6 separate regions of the Mus musculus genome follow, and regions 1, 2, 3, 5 and 6 are each linked to region 4. A link is a contact called in public Hi-C and HiChIP or PLAC-seq data. All regions are on one chromosome and are shown on one strand. Each heading gives the region's core, a stretch centred on a gene start, on an enhancer-like site or on the middle of the called end of the contact. The rest is flanking DNA. Distances are from core to core; before and after follow the strand shown. Region 1 overlaps Clstn2 (calsyntenin 2). Region 2 overlaps Clstn2 (calsyntenin 2). Region 3 overlaps Nmnat3 (nicotinamide nucleotide adenylyltransferase 3). Region 4 holds the start of Clstn2 (calsyntenin 2). Region 5 overlaps Clstn2 (calsyntenin 2). Region 6 overlaps Clstn2 (calsyntenin 2).

Region 1 (3,687 bases), core at 380-2,879, 390 kb before region 4:
AAGAACCATCAAGAAAAAACAAAAATTCCTTTAGAAATGTGTACAATTCTTAGGAGAGAAGAGAATCCAAGTTCCTACTCTGAAAATAAAATAAAAACTTCAGTTGAGCTGTGAAACCCCTCCTGGGAGAGAAACTTTGTGAAAAATAAAAGGAAGATATTCTTTTAGAATTCACTATCTGTCTATTAGAAGAGAAGGATAGCGCAGTGAGCTTAGGTGTCAGCTGAGAGAAGTTAACTCCACACGGTTAGGGGTGTGAGTTCCCCAGTGGGGTGTCAATAGTAAACACCCTCCTAGATCCTGGAACGCCTACCCAACGCTGTGCCCATTTCATTCCAGATCCATACCCCTAACCCTCACAGCCAACTTCAAAGTCATTATCGCTTCAGTCTATTGGCAAATATCCTGAGGTACTCAGAGGTAAAGCCACTGGCTGAGAAGCTGGCAGTGCAGAGATACTCAAAAGGAGCTTTTGAGTCTAATTTGGGATAAACAAGGGTTGATGATGTCTCTGTTCAGAGTGCCCGCATACCAGAGTCTTAGGTCTAAACCTGCTCCCTTAGTGATCCCAATTCAGCCCCACACTTTGTCCTCCTCTGTTCTGCTTATTTATGCACAGCCCCAAAGATCTGAAGGAGTAAAACTAGGACTCAGAGGATTGGATGGGAGTGCAGATACATGGAAGGGCATGTTGGGAAGCAGAAACTGCACGGAAGGTCATTGAGGCTCTGAAAACATGGGTTACCCAACGTACACTATATTTAAAACTGAGGTATATGGGGGAGGGGTGGTACATGAGTTGGGTCTCGTCTTCAAACATGAAATACAGGGACTGACCTTAGGTCCTCAGGCTCGGCAGCAAGCCCCTTTACTCACTGCATCATCTCAGTAAACTGGAGTTCTCTGTAGCCCTTCCTCCGCCCCCCTTAAATGAAATGATGTCCAAATAATTAGTTTGGGCCATTTTCTGAGATGACTATATGAATTTGGCTAATTAGAAATTTTGAATTTGAGTCAAAGGTATGATAGTCAATTTTTATAATTTTACAAGCTATTTTACCTGGCATGGAATAGATGCCTCTGAACTGCTGCAAGTCATTTGAATGTCTGCATCCTTGGGGGATTAGAGATGGCATGAGAAGAGATAGCAGGGGTTGGGGCTCAGCCACATCTGCCATCTCTCATATCCTGTGTATTGATTTGGAAAAGGACTTCTGAATTCAACCCCACACCTTGATCTCGTCTGTTCTCTCTCTCTCTCCCTTCTTTGGATGAAGGCTGGCATATGAAGCCATGCATGGTTTCAGAAAGCTCAAGTGATGGGCCACTATATCTAAGAGCACCATATTGAACCAGCAAACACAGATAATTGAGTTACCTTCAGAATGATGGCTCCCACCGAAAGCTCGTGGGTTTCTCTAAATGAGGAACAGCTGCGACTTTACGGTACCACCCTGCAAACATGCACATTCCCACTTCCAGGCTCATTTTGAAGAAACTGAAGTTTGGAACAGGTTGAAAGCAGTCAGCAAGTCTGTCCTTCCCATTCCCACTCTCATCTCTGGAAAACTCTGAAGAGGGTTGAGTGGCAGCCACACCTGCTGCATCTTTGAACAGATGCAGAGCCTGGTGCTCCACAGCCCGCAACCACAAATGCACACAGAGCCGCCAGGGACACAGCCTGTAAAAGGGCCTGTATCCACTGACTGCAGATTCTTTCTTTTATGGATCACCACATTACTTGTGGGGAGTAAACCAGTAACAAAGCAGACCTTCCCCTTCGGCAAGACAAACGCTGAAAACCAAAGGCAAAAAGGCAAATGAAGATCTGATGCCATCCAGAACAGAGTCTGCCACATGGTCGGAACTGATTTCTCAGTCTTGACTTGCCCCCAAAGCAGATGGCACAGTCAGATGCACCCAGACGGCTCGTGTGGTTCATTCCAAATAGCCTGCCTACTTGGAAATGGCAAAGTTCCCTAGAGATGCCAGTATGGAGGGGCCCAACCCCTCACCCAACACCAAGGATACAGCATGTGTTCACTCTTTCAAACTTCTGAGCTCTGTGCTGTTGGCATCAGAAATAAGAGTTAAAATACAGCTAAATATTCATGGAATGACTCGGTAGGTAAACACAGAAGAATTCGCTCTGTTAAGTAACATGGAGCCCACGTGAGAGGAGACGCAAGTCAAGGAACACTGCTAAGTATGTTATCAGAGGAGATCTCTCAGAGAAGGTAGATCTCCTTTGGAATGGCTAAAGATGAATGATTCAGAGAGCAGGATTATTTGGTTCCCAAGAGAATGCTATTCCAGGAGAGGGAGAATCATACCAAAGGCCCAGAGACACTTGTAGAAAAAATACTAGGTGTGGTTGGTGGATGAGATTTCTGTTGAGGAAATAGTCACAAGATTTCTGCTTCTCCAGAAATCTCTTGGAAGGAAATTTGAGTTTGGACTGGGATGGTAACTTGCCTGGGTCATTTCTATGTGCTTAGATGTGATGTCAGCAGACTTTAATATGAGCTTGTGTGTTTAGTCTTCTTCTCCCCACATCCCTGTGAGGACAGCATGTCTTGGAAATTTCTGTCTGCATCTAGTAGCAAAGAAAGGTGTCCAGATCAGACACAGACTCAACCTCAGCTGAGCCCAGCCCAAATCTCCAAAAGTAAAAAAGCTCACAGACCCATATCCTTGTAGTTACAGATCAACACCTTCGGCCTGTTGGTGTTATGCAGATGTAGTGGAAATCCCGGCAAAGAAGAAGGCAAAAGAGGCCAGAGGAGAAAGAAACTGCTTCAATTGAGTTACAGCAAAGAACCAATGGAAGAAGAGACTGGGAGTCATGAGGTCCAGGCTTCCCTTTGGTGGCCACTTGGCCACTCCTGCCTAGCACTTGGCACTGGTTCTAACACATAGGAACTGCTTGGCAGACAGACAAAGCAGGAATCTGAGGGGATGGGTGAGCAAGCAACAAAGATGATCTGAATCCCTGGGTTGAGTAGGGAGCACAGTCAAAAGTTCAGCTGGAACTCCAGCCTAGAAATGTGTTCAGCTTTACAGAGTAGTCATACAAATGTACCCAGTTTCACAATACCTGGATGGATGTGGGCGGTGAGTCAGGACTCATATCTGAAGTACGCTTAGTCTAAAGTCCACAGACTCAAGAAAAATGGAGTAAGCCACCACTAGCTAATAATGTACATAATGAAAGGCCCAGTTACTGGTATCGAAAATACGTATGCAGTAAACAGTTATTTAGCACTCCCTGTTTAATACATTGGCAGATCTTTGATTTACAATGAAGTAAGGATATACATGCAATTGTATTTTAGGCATATTGTCACCATAATCCGCTGTTAGGCCACCCTCATAATAGCCAATCCTGTGGCTTTGCCTTGATTTGAACTACCCTGGGGCAAAATGGACTGAGCTATTATAAGGGTCTCTAGATTTGCAAATCGGAAAGGTTCTCAGTGCCACTGAGGATACTTGGAGGGGATATGCAAAATAAAGTAGCAGCAACAGTGTCTGCTGGCAAAATTGGAGGTCATTTGCATCCTAATCTCTCAAGGCTTTATGGAGGAGCCTATGTGGAGAATGAAGTCAAAGAGAGGCTCTGAGGAAATATAGTCAGGGTTAGTGGGGCTGAGGGAACAGGGGCAGGATGGTGGTGCTATGGGGATG
Region 2 (3,626 bases), core at 1,094-3,593, 430 kb before region 4:
TCTTCCCTTTTGTGTGTGTGAACCAGCTTGACCACAACCTTGAAGGAAGTCTGAGCCCTAGACTCATGCTGTCACTTCGTTATCTCCTAATAAAGGACTGAGAACTAAGAACTGTGCGAATTTTGCAGTTTATAAAGCATCCCTTAGTAGGAAGTATTGCAGATTCAAATAGTATTAACCGTGTAGGAAAGCCACTTCGGGAAGAAAGAAACCCTCTCTGGATTGGTTAGCTGAATATTAAATGCCACAGAGGCCATTGACAGTAAGTGGATAGGATTCTATCTATTCATCTATCTATTTATTTATTTTGAGAAAGGGTCTATGTAGTCCTGGCTGCCCTGAAACTTGATTGTGTAGAGTCAGGCTGGCCTCAGACTCTCTAAAAGCAGGCAGTACTTTGCCAGGCTAAATTGGGTAAGATTGGAAATTAAGAAAAACAAAAACTACTAACAATCAAGCCAGCTTTGTCACTTTATCAGCAAACAGGAGACTGTGGAAATCCAAGGCTTGCAAAAATTACGAGAGGTCAAACAGTTGTTAAAGTTGCTAAAGCCCTCAACAGCTTTTGTTGCCAAAGGCATGAGCCATTCATTGTCTTAGGGATATGCTGCTGTAAACAGACACTATGACCAAATCAAGTCTTAAAAGAGGAACATTTAATTGGGACTGACTCAGTCTCAGTCCAGTATCATCAATCAGGGTTGGAGCATGGTAGCATCCAGGCAGGCATGGTGCAAGCAGATCTTAGAGTTCTACATCACCATCTGAAAGCTGCTGGTGGAAGACTGGCTTCCAGGCAGCTAGGGTGAAGGTCTTAAGTCCACACCCACAGTGCCACACCTACTCCAACAAGGCCTCACCTCCTAATGGTGCCACTCCCTGGGCAAACCATCACAGCCATCCTACCTTCTCTTGGTCATGTAACAGAAAATCCCTTTTATATCTATCTGTAGAACTCCTATGAAAGATTCAGCCCTTGGTGTAAGAAAGTTCTCCTCCCAAGAGCCTGCTGAGGCTTCTCAAACTGAGATGTGCACTGCCATAGGAAACTCCCCCAAACCAGTTATAAAACAGACGCCAGGTTCCCCCAAATCTGCTGCCCACAAAATTTCAGAAAGCACCTAACACCCACCCAGACCCTGGAGGTTGCAGAACAGGTGGTCTGACTTAGTCTCCCTCCCTGCACTTTAGAAAAGCAGTTATATCCAGAGAAGTAGCTTCTGGGTCTGGCAAATGCTCTCCTCGTCCTTACTCTCAGCTGTAAACCCTCAGCTCTGCACAGCCAGCTCTCCTGTGCACTGAGCTGTTGTGTTTCCAGGTTCCACCTCTCCAATCCATAAAAGTCGGCTCTCACTGTCTGAGGCCAAGCGTTTCCCCTGTCCTTTTGTGTCTTCCGTTTATTTATTTCTAACAGTCACCTCCTCGGCTCTCCCCAGCCCTGTCCTTCCTTCTCCTTTCCCGCATTGCCCATTGTTATCTTCTTAGAATTCTCTGCAGCTAGAGTCTACACGTACTCATCTCCCTGACTTTCCTGCACAGCTTAAGGAGAGACCTAACTTAATCCCAAATGCTCCAGAAATGTAGGCTGAGCGTCAAAGAAAGCACATCTCAATGTAGTCAGAGGGAGCTTGGCATCATTGCTAAGATGGGAGTTTACGGAATCAGAATGTTTCAACTCCAACAAGTCATTACTAACTGTGACCCTGGCCAAAGAATCTCCACTGCAGCCTCCATCTCTTCACCCATAAGATGGAAGCATACCGAAGTGTGCCGTGCCAAGCTACTGTGAAGGTTAAAAAGGGGAACTGCCTAGTGCGCTTTGCAAAATTCTGGGGAGGAAAATTAGCAGTGTTGGTCATCACTGATGTCAATGAAAACAACTTCCCAGGGGCCTTGAAACTGACTTTCTTCTGGTTTGACATCTCAAGGCAAAAAGAGTCTCCTAAGGGCTCACCATTCTGTGTTCAAAATATCCTAGCCTCACTAGAGCCCCACCTCCTTGCTCTTCTCCCCCAGCTGTCAGTCACACATCTGTCCATCACCACCCCCTTTAATCAGCTTCACTTCAAGGCCTGTGTGACCACTGCCCGGGTCCTAGTTTGCTCTTAAAGCCTTGTGCAGAAACCAATGTCTCCTGGCTGCCAGATTTTAGGGCCTGCTCATGCATAATGCCACCCCTGAGCTCTGGCTAGCTGGCTTGATTCTTGCACACCAGTAAAACTGCTGAACACATGGCTTCCAAGTCCCTCCCAGACTCATTGAGGGTCACTGCGCCTGATGTGACCCGTTCCGATCCTCTCTCTAGCAACAGCTTGGCAGCTGAGTTAGCCTTCAGCCATTTGACAGATGGGATGGTGAGCTCAAAATACTCTGAGATCCTCCCCTTGTCCTGCCTCTGGGGCTTGCACAGCGCTGACTGCATCTTTGTGTGTTAGAGCCCCTGAAATCCATGTACAGCTGCCAGTAAAAGAGACTTTATATTTCTATGCTCTGACAGGTCCCATGTTCTGTATGTTGTACTGAAGTTCTCAAGTGTTTGGGCAAGGACTCCAAAGGGGCAGAGGTATATTTAAAATGTTTAATTTAAGTCAAGGCAAGTGCCTGGAAAATCCATATTTTGAGCTGCAAAAGAAAGAGAAATGGCAGCCTGATCAATACTACAGAGGTATATGGACTCTTTTACTGTTCCATCAATGGCTAGAAGTAATAAGTCACCATCTCAGGGGACAGCCTCAAACTCTAAAACAAAAATGTGGAGGTCTGCTGTCCGCTGGGCATCATTTCTGCTTTCTTCCACCCAGCCGAGTGGAACTTAAGGCTTTCTTCACAGAGGCCAGGAGACCTCTAGCTCCATCCAGTCACAGCCAGAACGGCTGGACTGATAACAAGAGCCTAGGTGGCTGGCTAATTCTTCATTTCCCCGTCAGCAATACAGTCCGCATAGCACCCACCGAAGGCCTGCAGATTAAAATGTTAAATCAAACTCGGAAGAGAAATTTGGAAATCAATTTCAGATTCCTGCAGAAAAGGCCAGGGAGGATAATGAAGACTGAATGCCTCCCACCTTCAGCTGCTTCATTTTTTTTTTAATTTGAGAGAGCAAAATAAAACAATTGTTTTCTAAAAAACTGTAGCTAGCTCAGGGATGAAATGGCTGAGAGCCACGTGCCCAGGCTCTGCCAGTTCAGGGCCATGCTCTTGCGGCAAGTTAGCCTATCAGTGCACCAACACACCGACTCCCAATCTCTCTTGTGCCTTTTTAAAAATAAAACTCCTGGCAATAGAAAGCCAATACAAATTTAAATAAACTGGTTGTGTCCAAGTTTACAGGAAATAACTCAAAAGAGCTGTGAATTATGGCGTTATGGTGTCTGGGAGCTAATGCCGTCTAAACAGGAACCCACTGCAGTAGGCTCAAACTCCTGGTTTGATAGTTTCCTACACTGAACGTGGGGATTTGTATTAGAGGTTCTGTGATCATACGCTAAGCTGCCTATTGTGACTCACAAAGACCTGGCAATGTGGTTGGGAGGCTTCGTTCCCTAGCTGCACTAAGCAAGACCGATTAGTAGCCTTGTGATTCATCTCGCTGTTGCAAACACTTCTTGGCCACCTCTAACTTTCCG
Region 3 (3,795 bases), core at 696-3,195, 290 kb after region 4:
TGAGATTGTTTTGCACTTGAATTTAAAAATTAAAAACATTCCCATCTTATCTGCAAGACGACTTCTTAGGGACCAGGTCACCCCACCATGTGTTTTTATAGGGTGCAGTAGACACAGAACGTGACAGGGTAACACCCATCATTTGTGATATTTGTGAAACTGCAGGTCCTTGAACTTGAGACATTCCTGGTCTCTGTCCTTCTTGAACCAGGGCAGGATGTGCTTCACAGAAGGGCAGCAGGTCCTTAGGACAGGACACAAAAGGATTCAAAGTTCAGAATGGATGGGGCGGGGGGAAGTACTTTCTTCCTATTTTACCATTCGAATGTCAGGGAAGAAAGGGAAGAGAGTTATCTGCTCTCAGGAAAGCAAAGCCACTCTTAGCTCTACTAAGGTGTCCCCAGCCTCCCAGGTGGGGAATGGGAGGGCAGGCATGAGTGGGGCCAATCGGATCCCCATCCCATCTGCTAGGGTAAGAGGCTGTGGTCTTTTTGGTCTTGCTCTTGAGATTAGGGTGGATTTAATTTGTTCTGAAGAGTTTTGCGGTTTAACTTAAACACACTGTAATCAGGACCTGGGAGTAGGAGCAGTGAAGCCTTCTGAGCCGGTGGATAGTTCACAGGAGGAGAAGTTGCCACCTCTAGTTTAGTTTGTCCATACCCAGCCAGAAGACCTCTTAGAGAAGCTGGCCAGGTAGGATCCGATCCTAGCTCATCTTATCATGCAACCTTAGGCAAATTAGCTCACATCTTTGGGTCCCAGAATCCTTTCTGCCAAGGTGGAATAGCAGCATCTAGTTGGCATGATATGGGTAAAGCAAGGAGAGAGTGTCCTTTATGTGATTGGTGTAGGCTTTGACGCACTAACTCTCCAGCTTTTCTCCAGGACTTGGAATTACTCTGCCCTTAGACAGAGAAAGCTAGGCCACCTTCATTCTGAAATTGGCCTTGGAGATGTCCCTACGATCCTCAGGATCCAGGTCAGCTGCATTATCTACAGATAAAGTGCCACGTGTTCCTAGCGTCTGTCCCTTTACCATCACACGTGAGGCTGACCGCTCAGAGCAACCTCTAGCTTTTTAGTTATTGGCATGAGTGTATGTGGCATCAACAGTGGAGTTTTTAATCTATTTGGTTTTTATCTTATGCAGATACTACCCTTGGGAAAGTGGGGCCTTCTTAGGAGAGTCAAAGTGGAAGCCACGTAGCGGGTGTCACTATTTAGCTTCTGACATGCCAGTTTCCCTGTCTGGAGTGTTTCGTGCTCAGCAGGTGTTTGTATACCACACCTTCCATTCAAGTTCTCAAACAGTGACCCCATAAGGATGAGTTCCTAAGGATGAGTTCCTACGACCTTACACTTTCAGAACGCTTGTGATGAAGGTACTGAATTTTCTTAGCTCCCAAAATGTCTTCCTTTTATGGCTGAAAAGCTCACACTGGATTAAAGCAGAAAGTTATTTTAAACAATCACTTCTTAGTTAGCAAAGTGAGGGGAATTCTTTTTCGAAAAGCCATGAAGAGTTTTCTCTGGTTATAACTTGAATCCTACTGTGGAAGGGAAGTCAGACCTTCCCATCTGGAAGTGGTTGTATAATTTCTGAAGGTTTAGAAAGAAGATGGATCTCTTTCGCTTAGAGTGATGTTAGTGGTTTCTGTCTCCAGGAGGAAGGTAAACAGAAAGTCATTGCCCTGGCTCCTTTTTAACCTTGTACCTCTCCTAATGTCCTTGTCCTGCCTTCAGGGAGGGATGCTCTTCTATGTCTGTCCCCAGGTGCCTGTCTCATTGGGCTCTCTACAGTAGCATGACCCTCACAGATATAGCCCCCACAGTCTGGAACTGAAGAGCTTGCTTTTATGTAAGGCAGTGTCACTGGGTGGTGGAAATCTCAGTGCTGAGCTGGAAGTCTGAGCCTGAAGCTCTGCTCTCACCTTAACTAGCTTCTCAGACAACCCAGACTAAGCATCATCCTGGCCATCTCCTCAGCAACAGGACAGGTGGGGTTTGACTCACATGTTCATGCTGCAAATGGAAGAACAAAATAAACGCAACTAAGCTTTAATTTACTGTGACTCATTCTTCAAGATGGAGCTGCTGTACCATAGAAAAGCCCAGCTCCTGATCCTGGGTATTTGCATAACTGTTTTAAATACAGGAGCTAAAAGTCCTGAAATCTCTATTCAGGCATCTTAAAGTGTCACTGCTTTGAAGATCTGTGGCAAATCTTGGCAAAATGTGCCTTGAAGAACAAGCAGTCTATCTTGTGTAGGGGAAAGAGGGGCTTGGTTTCTTTTAGTAGGCAAAAGCCAGTAATTTCACGAAATGCCACCTTATGTAGCATGTGTGTAGGGACTTGTGGCGTTCAAGTGGCCTCATAGCTTGTGTTGCACATTACAGATAGGATGGATCAGAATGATACAGAGTGGTGTATTTCACCACACTCTTCAGAGCTTAAAATAGAAGCCTCTAGAAGAGGGTAAGGAAAACTCATTTCAGTTTGAAATTACACAGCTGCAGCCCAAGTGAGCCACTCCTCTTGCCTCCTCGCAACACCTCTGATCTTCCTGTAGAGATAGTGGCTTACTGGACATTAGATATATACTACAATGAAATTATAAATGTGTGTAGATACATATGCCCTGAGTATCATTCCTGTGTGTTATACTAACATTGATTGCCTAGCCTAATGTGAGACAGTGCTAAAATTATGCCTGAAATTTACATCACCTCATCTAATACCTACTCATTAATAATCTGTCATATTAATATATATGCATATACATGTGCATGCCACTCTTTTTAACAGCTATATAAAATTATGCAGAATTTAACCAGTCCTCTATTGGCAGACATATAGTTCTGTGACTTCTTATTGTAGACAAACCTTTAGAGACCAGCCAGCTGATAGGTTTGTTAATAATTCCATGTCATTTATTTGAGGATATGCTTCCTACACACACCCACACGCATACACAGACATAGCTGCACTATGAGGGTAATTTGTGGGAAGTTTCTTAATGCTTTGGCATTCTCTATCCACTTCACACTTAACCTGTTCAGATGATATAGATGATAGTTTTAACTTCTGTTCTCCGTGCTGTCTTCTTCCTGCTTCAGGAGAGTCCATCACCCAGAGCTAGGAGGTAGATGCCAAGTGTTAAGGCCTCTTGTAGCCCACTTGCTGAAGGCTGAAGTCGAATTGTGTTAAAAAATCACCAAGGAGGGCCTGAGGAGATGGCTCAGTTAGTGCCCAAGGATCTGGTTTTGGATCTAAAGAATCCATATGTAAAAAGTCGGGTGCGGCCATCCAGTTATAATGCCAGCACAGGAAGGGCAGAAATAGGAGAGCCCTGAACCTGAGGGTCGAGATAGGCAGCCCCCTAAAGCTTGCCGGCCAAGTCTAGCTAATCAGTGAAAACTAGTTTTAGTGAAAGACTTTGTCTCAGAAGAAAACTAGAAAGCCACCAAAGGAGAACTCCAATATGATCTCTGGCCTCCACATGTACCCATAGACATGTCAACACATGTCCTGATGGGCAGGCAGAGGGAGAATCATAAACAAATTGCATGTTTTAAGAAGCTCCTCAAACTAGGTTCACAAAGCCCTCCCCCAAGGCTACACAAGTGTAACCACTACTAGTAAGGAGACCCTCAGAAGATCTAGTTTTACCGAGAGCTCTGTGGAGGCAGCCTCCCTAAGCAGCCACCCAAGCTAAAGTGGGGTTTTCAGTGACACAGCTGCCTCAGGCATTTCTGCTCCTGTAAGTGACCCTCACATACACATGTAACCCCAAT
Region 4 (3,361 bases), core at 648-3,147:
TGTCAAAGTGTCCGTACTGGAAGAACAGACTGTTCGGACGCTCGGTTTCTATCCTTATTTTCACCAGAACAACAGCAACAGCATAGTACATTGGTCCCTTCATACAGACAACCTTTTACCATACCACTTTTAAAAAGACATTTTCATGATGAATTTTTCTGTCTTCTCAAAAAAAGAAAAAAAGAAAGAAAGAAAAAAGGAAGAAAGAAAGAAAGAAAGAAAGGAAGAAAGAAAGAAAGGGAAAAAGAAACTCCTTGAGGAAGAGGAGAGGTACGTGTTAGAAAGACACCTGTGCATAAAATCTTTTCCATTTTATGTCACCAGAAATCAATAGATTAAAAAGAATAGGAGCACCTCTTTTCCCAAATTTATCACTTGCAAATGTCAGGAGAGGCCGCTCTCAAAGTCCAGACAAGGCAAATGGAATGGCCTGCTTCCCCAATTGCCCTGTCTCCGGAGAGATCCAGGCTGCTGTGCTTTTCATACCAGCTCAGCCAACAAACCTCTAAATCAAGCTGTCTCTACTTGGGAATCTTTTTCCAACAAGGACAAAAACTCTGTTTTCAAAATATCGCCAGACAGAATTCCAAGGACCATATGTCACCCGTTCACCTGGCAGAAATCAAAAGCACGCCCTCCTCGTCAACAGTGCAGAGAATCAACAAGTTACCACTTAAGCCAAACGCTCCATCCTGCAATCTGCTACAGTCTCCCTGAGCCCACCATCATCCACCCCAATTGGGCTCCTGCGATGCTTCCCAGCTTTTGGCTACCGCGTGACCTTCTGTTCCAGACCCGCCCTCCAGATGCAGGCTCCCCAACCTGCGCTTCTCCCAGCGCTCCCAGACAGCTGTCAAAGTCTGGGGCTTGCGGGCTTCAGGTTCCCCTGATAACGCCAGCGTTCAGGAGAATCTTAGAGGATTAGAGAGGTCAAGATCAACTATAAAGACCAGAGAGGAGCTCTAGGCTCGGAGGCTCGGTCCTCCGAAGAAAAGCAGAGTGTGAGCCGCAGTAGCAACCATCACATCCCGCGCTTCTTCCGGACTCTGCCCATCTTGAGGGCGTGAGTTCCCAGGGGAGCCAGAGCCCGCGCTGCGGAGGAGCAGGAGGAGCGCCTGGGTGCGGGCAAGGCTTTCAGGAGCCTACAAGTTCCCACGCCATCCTCAAGCTGGAGTGCCAGTCCAGCTCGTCTCGCTGCTTTGAAGACGCCCCTGGTTCTTGCCCCCAAAGCAGAAGCAGACAGACACCTGCTTCACCCACTCCCCAGCCCCCGCTACAGCGCCCATGTCCTGCCTTGCTCAAAGCATCCCTGAGCCAAGCCCCGCGATGCTCCCACCCCAGCACACAGGGCCCCCAAAGTTCTCTATACTCCATAGACCTCCCCTTCTCCTTGGCGCCTGGACCCCGCCCAGAGGTTGGGCTGGAGAACCTCTTGGGTCCACAGTTTAGGGCGCACACTTCGAGGACGGTGCGCGCAGAAGCCGAAGCTGCCACAAGAAAGGGCGGGTGTTAGACGAGTAAGTCCAGGGTCTGCACCCTCGAGCCCGCCCTGCTTCCTTCCAGAAGAGGAACAAACTTCCCCAGCACCCACCTTTCGCCACGAGGAGGCGGCGCCGCCGGCTGTCTCCGCCGTCTCCACTGCCGCCGCCGCTCCCTACGCCCAGCGCCAGCAGGAGCGGCACCAAGCACAGCCTCCCCGGCAGCATCCTCGCCGCCTGAGCCGCCACCGAGCTGCAGCCGCCGCCTCCTACCGCTCGCGCCGGCCTCGCCTGCCGGTGTCCGCTGGCGTCCGCTGGTGTCCGCCGGTGCCTGCCGCGCCGCCTCCCTGGAGCTGCCGGGTGCGCTTCTGGAGCCGCCGCCGCCGCCCTCACTCACCGCCTCCGCTGCCCTTCGCCGCGTCGCTCGCTCTCCCGCAACAGCAGCACTCACTGGCGCGGACCCGGAGCGGCTCCAGCGCTCACCCCGGGACGGCCCGTGACGTCACGGAGGGAGGGAGGTGGCTCGTGCATATTCATGAGACGCGGACATCGGCGCGGGGTTGCGCGCTCCCCCGCCTCGCAGCTCCGGCCCCCAACTTTCCACAGCCATCCCCTATGCCGCTCGCTCGCGTGATCCGACTCGGTCAGGCGCCGGTTCCGGCGGGTGGAACCCATGCGGGAGGCTCCAGGGGAGCCTTAGGGCCTGGCGTCCCCCCCTGCGGCTCTCCAAACTGCAGCCCCGAGGCACTGCGAGCGCCACAACCAAGTGATCGCCCGAGGACCTTCTGTAAAGATGCAGGCGACCCTACTGTGATGCGCCCTTTGAACCGACATCCCTGCGGAGGGGCCAGGATGCTGTCTCTGTGGACCCTGCCCTTGGATATGGTCTAGGGATGGACGCTCTATGCCGCCTGGTCTGGGGAGGGCGCCAGGCGCTCACTAGAGCTGCAAAAGGCCACTGCCTCTAGGAGTTGTAGGGCAGAGATCACTTAGGACCTGCGTAGCAATGCCCGGGCTCTGTGCCATCTCAGTGAAGCAGGCACAGCCACTGCTAGAGTCAAAAGGACTAGCTAAAGTCAGAAAAGGCAACTGTCAGTCTTCAGTGGGAAGCACATTCAAACTTCTCCCTCAGAAGTTGCCACCTTTACATTGTCACTACCTAGGTAAGAGTATGCCATTTGGTATCATGCCTTCTAAAATCTCAAGCCAAGGAACACTGTCTCTGGAGGTGGGGTTCATATAGTTCTCCACCACAATACACCCCCAACCACCATCAGGCTGCCAAAGGATCAAGAAGGTTCCCAGTAAAATCAACTAACCGCTCGGAAGAAATCACTATATTTCCATAGATGTACTATTTTCTCACGATCCAAGGGTCATGTGCAGTTGAGAAATGAGGCAAAAAAAAAAAAAAAAAAAACCAAAAAACAAAAAAAAAACAAAAAACACAGAAACAAACAAAATTATCCTTTCATTCATCATCCCGTTCAAGACATTTCCTGAGCACTAAATGATTGTGGATGCCCCGTTAGGCAATGAAGGACACAAGGTCTTTGTCCCTCTTGGAGAAGCCAAAGGGGATGAAAGCAGTTAAAGTCCCCCGCTTTATGGTCCTGCACATTCTTTATGTTGCTCGATATGAGCCTGTACAAATCAATTAGCCAAATGTGTATATTGCAACACTGACTGAACAGCATCTCATAATTAATAAGTGTAGTTCGGAGTACTCAACCAAGCCATAAAATACATTAAGAGCCTTCTGCTGCCCAGCCTCCCTGTGTGGTCCTGGCAGCACACTGGGAGACTGTGGTGTTAAAAACAAACTTCAACATTTGAGACCTCAAGAGGTGCTCAACAGCTGCAAATCCTGGTGGCTGCAGGGG
Region 5 (3,330 bases), core at 467-2,966, 470 kb before region 4:
TCACTTGCCTGCCTCCACCTCACCACTGCAGGTCATGGTGCCCAGGGTCTCATTATTGGCCAGACAGTAGGCAAGCTCTGGGGACATTTTCTTGAGCCTTGAGAACTTTCTAATTGATCCAGGACCACAGCTGATCCTCTGCATGGTAAGGTGGCATCAGAGCCCCAAAGGTCACATCACCACCCATCAATGCAAATCCAGGGTTTTTCTCCTTCTACCAAGAGCCCACATGGTAGATATTAGCACTTATTCTACCTACTTCAGATGAAGACAGCATAGGAAGAAGAAGGCTGGCCTGCCTGCTACTTGGGCCATGTTCATCAGAACAGTCTGGCTGATTTACAGACAACATGGCGTCAAAACTGGCTGGGCTATCTACAACTTGACAACAGAGAGCAAGGAGGGAGCAAAGGCCCTTTGCTGGGTCTCTTACACACGCCATCAGAGCATATGCTATCCATCTGAGGAAGGCACTGGCAAGAGGCTCATTTCATCCTGACACACTTAAGGCTGAGATGTCCAAGGTAGCACAGCCAGACCGAGAAGCTAGACCAAGAGGCTAGCCAGACTCCCCAGAAACATTAGTGGCTTCTGTTCACTCCAGGCATTGCTTTCCATTACTAGTAGTATTAGCTTAGTCGTTCTTGCATGCACAGTTCTTTGTGACAGCCTCCTGGTAAGGGCTGATATTAGCCTCATTTTGCAGATACCACACTTAAGGGTTGAGAGTGACTAACTGGCTAGTCCAGTGTTCTGGAGTCAAGGTGTGGTAGGCCCTGAACTCAAACTCAGGTTTTTCTGATGTAAGAGGCAGAACTCTATTCCTGCCAACTTCCTATGGAGTAACATCCCGTGGACTATAACTATATGAAAGAACTTATAAGCTATGTCAGTTGAAACCACAGTCTGCTGACTCTGTGGCTCAGCCAGTTTCACAAACCGATAAGGCAGGGCAGGGCACATGAATTCTAATGATGGATCTGATTCTGGTCATGGTTTCCCCTCTCAGCATCTCACATGTGTGTCCTTGTCTAAGCCTTTCCCCTTTGTGATTCCCAAGAGGTCATCCAAGGAGGCTGATAACTATCTGCACCTATAACCTTGAATCAAGGCAGATCCCAGTGGTAGGCTTGTAGGGATGAGTGACAACCGCCCCCCTCCCACCATCCTGGAGGCTATGGCATTTCCTCAAAGCTGCCTAGTGCAGTGATACCATGGGATGGCGCAGAGTATGCATTGTTCATTTGCACAGCTTGGCTGCAGTGCTCTAAAGATAATGGTGCCCTGCATTTTCTTTGGAAGCATCACAGATGACCATGCTGGGGAGTCTAAGTATCCAAGATGGCAGTGGTCTGGGTATCCTGAACCCCGTGGAAAATCTTAACCTCCGTGTCCTCATCTATAAAATGTGTAAGCATCTTTTAGGATGTGTTAAAGAGTACTGGGCCCTTAGGAGCCACTTGGCAAATGGTGATTACTCAGACAACAGTGGCGATTGTTATTGTCTTTAATACTGTGTGGATTGTGGCCATCCATCCCTCTCCCCAGAGCTGAGATTATCGGCCCATTTCTTCCAAACACAGGGGGCCAGGTGGAGCATGCTACTTTGATCCAGCAGGTCTTTAAGCACATTAGGATGCCACTGAGTAGGTAAACCAGCATCCCTTACAGAGCCATTTGTTGCACCTTAATGATCGGCTATGTCAGAGATGTCAAAACAGGTCGTTATTCATAGCTGAGTCTCCCATGAGGCCTGCAGCCAGAGCAAGCTGCTCGCCTGGCAGCTCTCAGCAAAGGCAATGCTCAGGGTCACCCTCTAGCAGCCAGCAATGCTCAGGCCTTTGCTAGTTATGTGGGACAAAATTGCTCATTGCGGTTTTAAAAATCAGAGCAAAAGAGCTACTGTTTGCTGAGCCTCCTACCTGGTTCTGTGCAAGGCCCTTCATAGGTGCCTTCTATTTAATCCTGGAGAGTTTACACTGAAGGAAGCCAAGGCCAGATGGGAGTAATCTTCCAGTTTAGAGTAGTGACATCTAAGCTGGGACTGTGTCTCCATCCCATCCCCCCACCCCCGGGACACTGCCTCCCTTGGTTCTAGTCTTTAGCACCATCATGTGGGGTATGCTGATCAATCCACACAGTCTTGGTGTGTTCTACAGGGTGTGTTCATCTGTACAGCATCCCTTATTTGCTCAATTTTAATCACAGCATTGTCTGCACAATGATTTAAATATTGCAAAGTATTTCCACACAACAATCTCTTTTGGTCCTAAAAATCTGATAAAAAAATAGTTTGGCCAAGAATTATGATTCAAAATTTATTGTTGAGGAGAGCAAATCTAGGGCAGAGAAATGGCTGAAACAATTCCCGTGGCCAGATGGGAGTGAAGCTAATCTTTGAGTCCAGACCACATTCCATGCCCAGCTCAGTAATCAATGGCTTGTGCTTGACCCCTGTGCCCCTCTACCTTCCAGGGCTCCAGGGCTTTTCCTTGTGGGGGTTAGGGTGCATTGTGTGGGAAAGAGAGGAACAGGAATGGTATTGGAGGAAGATTGTAGAAAGACTGAAGGTCAGACACAGATGGATAGAGAGAAGAATATGGGCCCAAAGAGGAGAGTGACAGGGCAGGGGGAAGCCCGAGGGCAGAAGGGACAGAAACTGGGGCTGGAAGATAAAGGACCTGATTCCCTGGAGATGAGCCTCAAATAAGCTGGGTGCCACCCTGATGAAAGGAAAGGACGGTAGGGGATTTTCAAGTTGCATTTTCATTGAGGGGAAGACAGCATCTTCTTGACCCATGATAAGGGGCCATACTAAAGGTTAGCATCTTTGTATTTGAAGCTTACTATCAAAGTTCTAGGTTCACTTGTGTCCTCTGGCCTGTGAGATAACCTGGGGCCACTTTTGGTTTAGGGAGACAATAGCTGAGAGACAGGCAGTCTACAAGCATAGGTTTGTTTTTTTAATGAGCTACTGGGACTGCTGTAGGGAGGAAAAGTGAGTTGGGTGCAGCAGAGGGAGGAGCCAGAGTCACTCAGGTGGCCTAATGGGTATCATTCCATTGAAGTCTAGCTACCTTCCTGCATAAGCCTCACCACCATTTTGTAGAGTAACTGGGAGGCTAACCTGCTGGCCAAGGATGCTGGGGTCATGTCTGTCTTCTGAGCTTTCTAAACAGCTTTTGTAAAGCTGATAATATGCACTCCCCTTGGGAATTCTCAACCTCTTTCCCCAGCCTCCTTCGTACTTCCTGAACTTCACTATGTGTTCAAATTGATAAGGATTTGAATTCCATCCTTGCTATTTAACAGATGTAGAATAAATCCCTT
Region 6 (3,278 bases), core at 499-2,998, 320 kb before region 4:
TTATAGAGTGAGGTAGTTAAGCATAAGTATAGTTTGACAACCTGGTACCTTTCTTGGCTTGAATTATACACAACTCTTTTTCACAGCAATCTATTTCACACCCTGAATCCATGACTGCATCAAGTAGTGTACATACTCCTTCCAAACAAAGCAATTGAGTTATTCTGGCATACAGCTCTGCAACAATCCTTCGTAACTTCCATTTCATGGTCAAACGCATCCTGGAACACATCTTACTATCCTATACTTACACTTGATTGGAGATTCATATATATATATATATATATATACATATATATATATATGCATATGTATATGTATGGTTAAAGTCAGATTCATCATGGGGAAAGGATATGAACACCAAACTAAGGCTTATATAACCCAAGCCTGTTAAACAAAATAAATGTTAACTATACCCTCACCCCAGTAACCAACTCCTTTTCCTCCTGGATCCACAAAAGGGAGCCCTGGGCAGCAACCAGGGGATTTTGAGCAAATTTCACTTAGAGCCTACAACCTTCTTGCAATGCATCTGAACTGTACACTTGGTTGGCTTCTGAACAAACTCTTTTTCTGCATTGCTGTCTGTGTGTGCTTCTTTGATGCTTACAACAAGATGTCAAGGACTTGGGAAGACAGAGACCACCAGTGGCAGTGAATCAAGGTTGCCTCTCTCTGACAGACAATGGAGGCAATGAGAGCCACCAGCAGTTGTGCTGCCAGGGTTTCCTTTGTTACTAGTCACTCTTTTGGACGCCACTGCAGATGCTGAGTCAGAAAAATTGTGGAGTCATTGATCCTGGAGAAATACAGGGTTAAGTATCTTGAGGCCCCTGGCTAACATTTTTGGCAACTGATCATTACGTACCTTGTTTTATGTCGTTATATGTATTTATGATGTGCGCCTCCGTTTAAAGATGTCACTTCAATAACACTGAGCTAGCAGTAAACAGCACTATGTGACTCATGACTGAATGAAGTTAATCTGACACGTATTTTGTCCATCAGGCAAATCACAGTCATTTTGTGCCCAGAAATAATGGGCAGCATTCCAGTACTATGCTTGTGGGAAGGCACGCACATTTTAAACAGCAAAATCACTAATAAAAGGCACAAAAGTGCAAAATTGTGGCACTGACTCAGCAGCAACAAGGATGTCTGTTTACAGCAGAGCTCCTGTAAGGCAGAGCAGCGTCTTTTTTGATTGTAGCTGGAAACAACTGGGAGGCTGCTCTGCACATGACTGTGGATTTGTGTGAAAGAATCCCAGATCTTAATACAGGATAAAAAGTTTGTTCTCCAACAAAACTGGAGAACAAAGTCCACAGGGAATAACCCTGGCCATGATTTTCCAATATGGCCAGGACACAGTAGGACATAATGACCATTGATAGGGCAACAGCTTCAAATGTTGGTTGAGTGTCAGAATTAGACTTCAGGGTTTCTCTCAGGGATGTAACTATCTCCACGGAGTTATCCACATGCTGTTAACATTAATGTCTTGTTGTTTTAATAAGAAGCTAGAAGGAAGACCACATGAAGTGCTTCATTTGTTTGGTTTGGTATCTGAGCTTTGGCACAAGCAGCAACTGGCACTGTACCATATATCTGTCTTATTAAATCTGGTTAGCTGTGGTTAATTATCAGATGAAGGGGCATCAGTTCTCACTCCCAAGTCCTAGAGTTCTACCTTGGATTCTGCAAGCTGTGTGTGCAATTGCTGAGACATATGCAAATGACTCAGGAACCCCTCCACTCCAGCTGGCTGCCTGTGATCCACAAGGGCCAATTATATCAATCAACTCAACTCTCTCTGTTCATCCACAGAGTCTCATACCTGCTCTGAGATTCCACAGTGGCCACCAGATATAGTCACCATGTATTCCCTACCCTGAGCCAAGCTACTGTTTAATCAAATGTGCCCACTGTTTACTTTACATCAGGACCCACATTTGCTCTTCTCACTGGGAGGTATTTGTAGGTCTTAATAGATGGCTCAGTTGATGAAGAGTTTATTGTGAAAGCATGAAGACCTAAGTCTAGGCCCCCATCACTAAGCTGGCAATTCTGCCACTGGGAGGGGGGTGGAGGGGCAGAGACAGGAGAATCCCTGAAGCTTGATAGACAGCTACTTTTGCCAAATTGCCAAGCTCCCGACTCTGAGATATTCTATCTAAAAGGAAAAAGAAAGTTAGATTGGTTGAGGAAGATACCCAACTTGATCTTTGGCCTCCATGCATTCACACATATCTGTGTATACATCTTCATACATACACACATGCACAAACATGTGAACATACAGACATACAGATACCACATCCAAGAAGATGCTTGTTTGTTTTTGGAAATTAAGAAATACTGGTTTTTTTTTTCTTCTCTTTTTCACAATTCATGGCTCATGCCATTGGATTTTGTCCCACCATCCTCTTTGTGGTTACAATCTACCAACACCCTGGGAATGACTTTCATCCCCTAAGTTTTTAGTATCCATTCTTGATGATGCCAAGAGGCTGTCTTACATCCTGGCCTCCTTAACTATGTCTGCACCCACACCTTCACTCTCATCCACTCCCAGCTACTTATTCTCCTGGTCAGGCCAACGATCCTGTCTCCCCTGATAACCACAACACAGAAAGACAGTCTTATTTCTCCACAGTGTCTCCCACAATTTCACATTACATTCTTTAGTAACACAACTCTTGGCACCCTACGGAAAATTCCAGTTCAGTCTGGCCACTTTCTTATTCTTCATCAATATCATTCTTTCATGTCCATTTTTCACAAAGTAATTTCTTAATTTAATAGCAAAATAACTTCAGTTCTAATAAATGTAACTCTCCTATACTTTCCTCTCCCTTTCATTCTCACCAGGACAAACATCACCCATAGTTAAACTTTTTCTGCTTCATACTTATAGTTGAGCAGGTGACTCTACTGTGGAATGCACATTGCCCCGGTGACTGGTCTTATGCAATCCAAAAAGATGCACCTTTATTCATTTTAAGGGTAAACAAGGCACCTTTACTCCAGTAATCAGTCTCTCTTGCTTCACTTTGGCTTACTTTCATGAGCAAAATGTATATAAATATGACATCTATCTATCTATCTATCTATCTATCTATCTATCTATCTATCTAAAATATCTCCACAACTATAAAACCTCACATAGTTTTTACTATTATCCCTATTATCTAAATAGAAAACCTGAGCCCCAGGAATGTGAAAACAATGAGATCACATATCTCACTGACTTCAAAAGCTGCGTTTTTGATAGTATA

What was found. A called contact is a pair of places that touch in the nucleus more often than the background predicts. HiChIP or PLAC-seq counts read pairs in DNA pulled down with a chosen protein or histone mark.
Region 1: a contact with region 4 is called in an H3K4me3 HiChIP or PLAC-seq map of forebrain, with 5 times the contacts expected there. The contact joins the enhancer-like site here to the promoter of Clstn2 in region 4. A contact is called at or near these places in 3 of 39 promoter capture datasets (frontonasal cranial neural crest, hippocampal neurons and pre-B cells), 5 of 484 Hi-C or Micro-C datasets (cerebral cortex, cortical neurons, myocytes and 1 more) and 4 of 115 datasets of contacts at active chromatin or transcription factors (embryonic forebrain, forebrain, neural tube and 1 more).
Region 2: a Hi-C map of muscle stem cells shows a contact between it and region 4, with 3 times the contacts expected there. The contact joins the enhancer-like site here to the promoter of Clstn2 in region 4. A contact is called at or near these places in 2 of 39 promoter capture datasets (cranial neural crest and maxillary cranial neural crest), 2 of 484 Hi-C or Micro-C datasets (cerebral cortex and muscle stem cells) and 6 of 115 datasets of contacts at active chromatin or transcription factors (embryonic forebrain, embryonic hindbrain, embryonic stem cells and 3 more).
Region 3: a contact with region 4 is called in a Hi-C map of cortical neurons, with 2.5 times the contacts expected there. The contact joins the enhancer-like site here to the promoter of Clstn2 in region 4. A contact is called at or near these places in 1 of 39 promoter capture datasets (hippocampal neurons), 3 of 484 Hi-C or Micro-C datasets (cerebral cortex, cortical neurons and myocytes) and 4 of 115 datasets of contacts at active chromatin or transcription factors (SST interneurons, embryonic forebrain, forebrain and 1 more).
Region 5: a contact with region 4 is called in an H3K4me3 HiChIP or PLAC-seq map of embryonic hindbrain, with 7 times the contacts expected there. The contact joins the enhancer-like site here to the promoter of Clstn2 in region 4. A contact is called at or near these places in 5 of 39 promoter capture datasets (the C10 cell line, cranial neural crest, embryonic stem cells and 1 more), 4 of 484 Hi-C or Micro-C datasets (cerebellum, cortical neurons, lens fibers and 1 more) and 5 of 115 datasets of contacts at active chromatin or transcription factors (embryonic forebrain, embryonic hindbrain, embryonic midbrain and 2 more).
Region 6: a Hi-C map of muscle stem cells shows a contact between it and region 4, with 2.6 times the contacts expected there. The contact joins the enhancer-like site here to the promoter of Clstn2 in region 4. A contact is called at or near these places in 1 of 39 promoter capture datasets (stem cell-derived epiblast-like cells), 2 of 484 Hi-C or Micro-C datasets (cerebral cortex and muscle stem cells) and 4 of 115 datasets of contacts at active chromatin or transcription factors (embryonic forebrain, embryonic hindbrain, forebrain and 1 more).

What each region holds. Positions count from the first base shown.
Region 1 is chr9:97,637,257-97,640,943 of GRCm38.p6, forward strand. The region is part of intron 2 of Clstn2 (calsyntenin 2); the gene reads right to left. Among named protein-coding and RNA genes, the nearest start is that of Gm25607, 200 kb to the left of the region's middle. Within about 2 kb of position 1,630, at least 12 of the 459 cell types and tissues checked have an H3K27ac peak or open chromatin away from gene starts, as enhancers often do. A contact at or near this core is called in forebrain and myocytes, where this site is marked.
Region 2 is chr9:97,600,393-97,604,018 of GRCm38.p6, forward strand. The region is part of intron 2 of Clstn2 (calsyntenin 2); the gene reads right to left. Among named protein-coding and RNA genes, the nearest start is that of Gm25607, 160 kb to the left of the region's middle. Within about 2 kb of position 2,344, at least 19 of the 459 cell types and tissues checked have an H3K27ac peak or open chromatin away from gene starts, as enhancers often do. A contact at or near this core is called in forebrain and muscle stem cells, where this site is marked.
Region 3 is chr9:98,324,201-98,327,995 of GRCm38.p6, forward strand. All of the region lies in intron 1 of Nmnat3 (nicotinamide nucleotide adenylyltransferase 3), which reads left to right. Among named protein-coding and RNA genes, the nearest start is that of Gm46126, 26 kb to the left of the region's middle. Within about 2 kb of position 1,946, at least 10 of the 459 cell types and tissues checked have an H3K27ac peak or open chromatin away from gene starts, as enhancers often do. A contact at or near this core is called in SST interneurons and cortical neurons, where this site is marked.
Region 4 is chr9:98,031,270-98,034,630 of GRCm38.p6, forward strand. Clstn2 (calsyntenin 2) reads right to left here and starts at 1,898. Exons shown (of 18, transcript NM_022319.2): 1 at 1,592-1,898. The coding sequence starts at 1,706.
Region 5 is chr9:97,559,230-97,562,559 of GRCm38.p6, forward strand. All of the region lies in intron 5 of Clstn2 (calsyntenin 2), which reads right to left. Among named protein-coding and RNA genes, the nearest start is that of Gm25607, 120 kb to the left of the region's middle. Within about 2 kb of position 1,717, at least 2 of the 459 cell types and tissues checked have an H3K27ac peak or open chromatin away from gene starts, as enhancers often do.
Region 6 is chr9:97,716,198-97,719,475 of GRCm38.p6, forward strand. The region is part of intron 2 of Clstn2 (calsyntenin 2); the gene reads right to left. Among named protein-coding and RNA genes, the nearest start is that of Gm25607, 280 kb to the left of the region's middle. Within about 2 kb of position 1,749, at least 8 of the 459 cell types and tissues checked have an H3K27ac peak or open chromatin away from gene starts, as enhancers often do. A contact at or near this core is called in muscle stem cells, where this site is marked.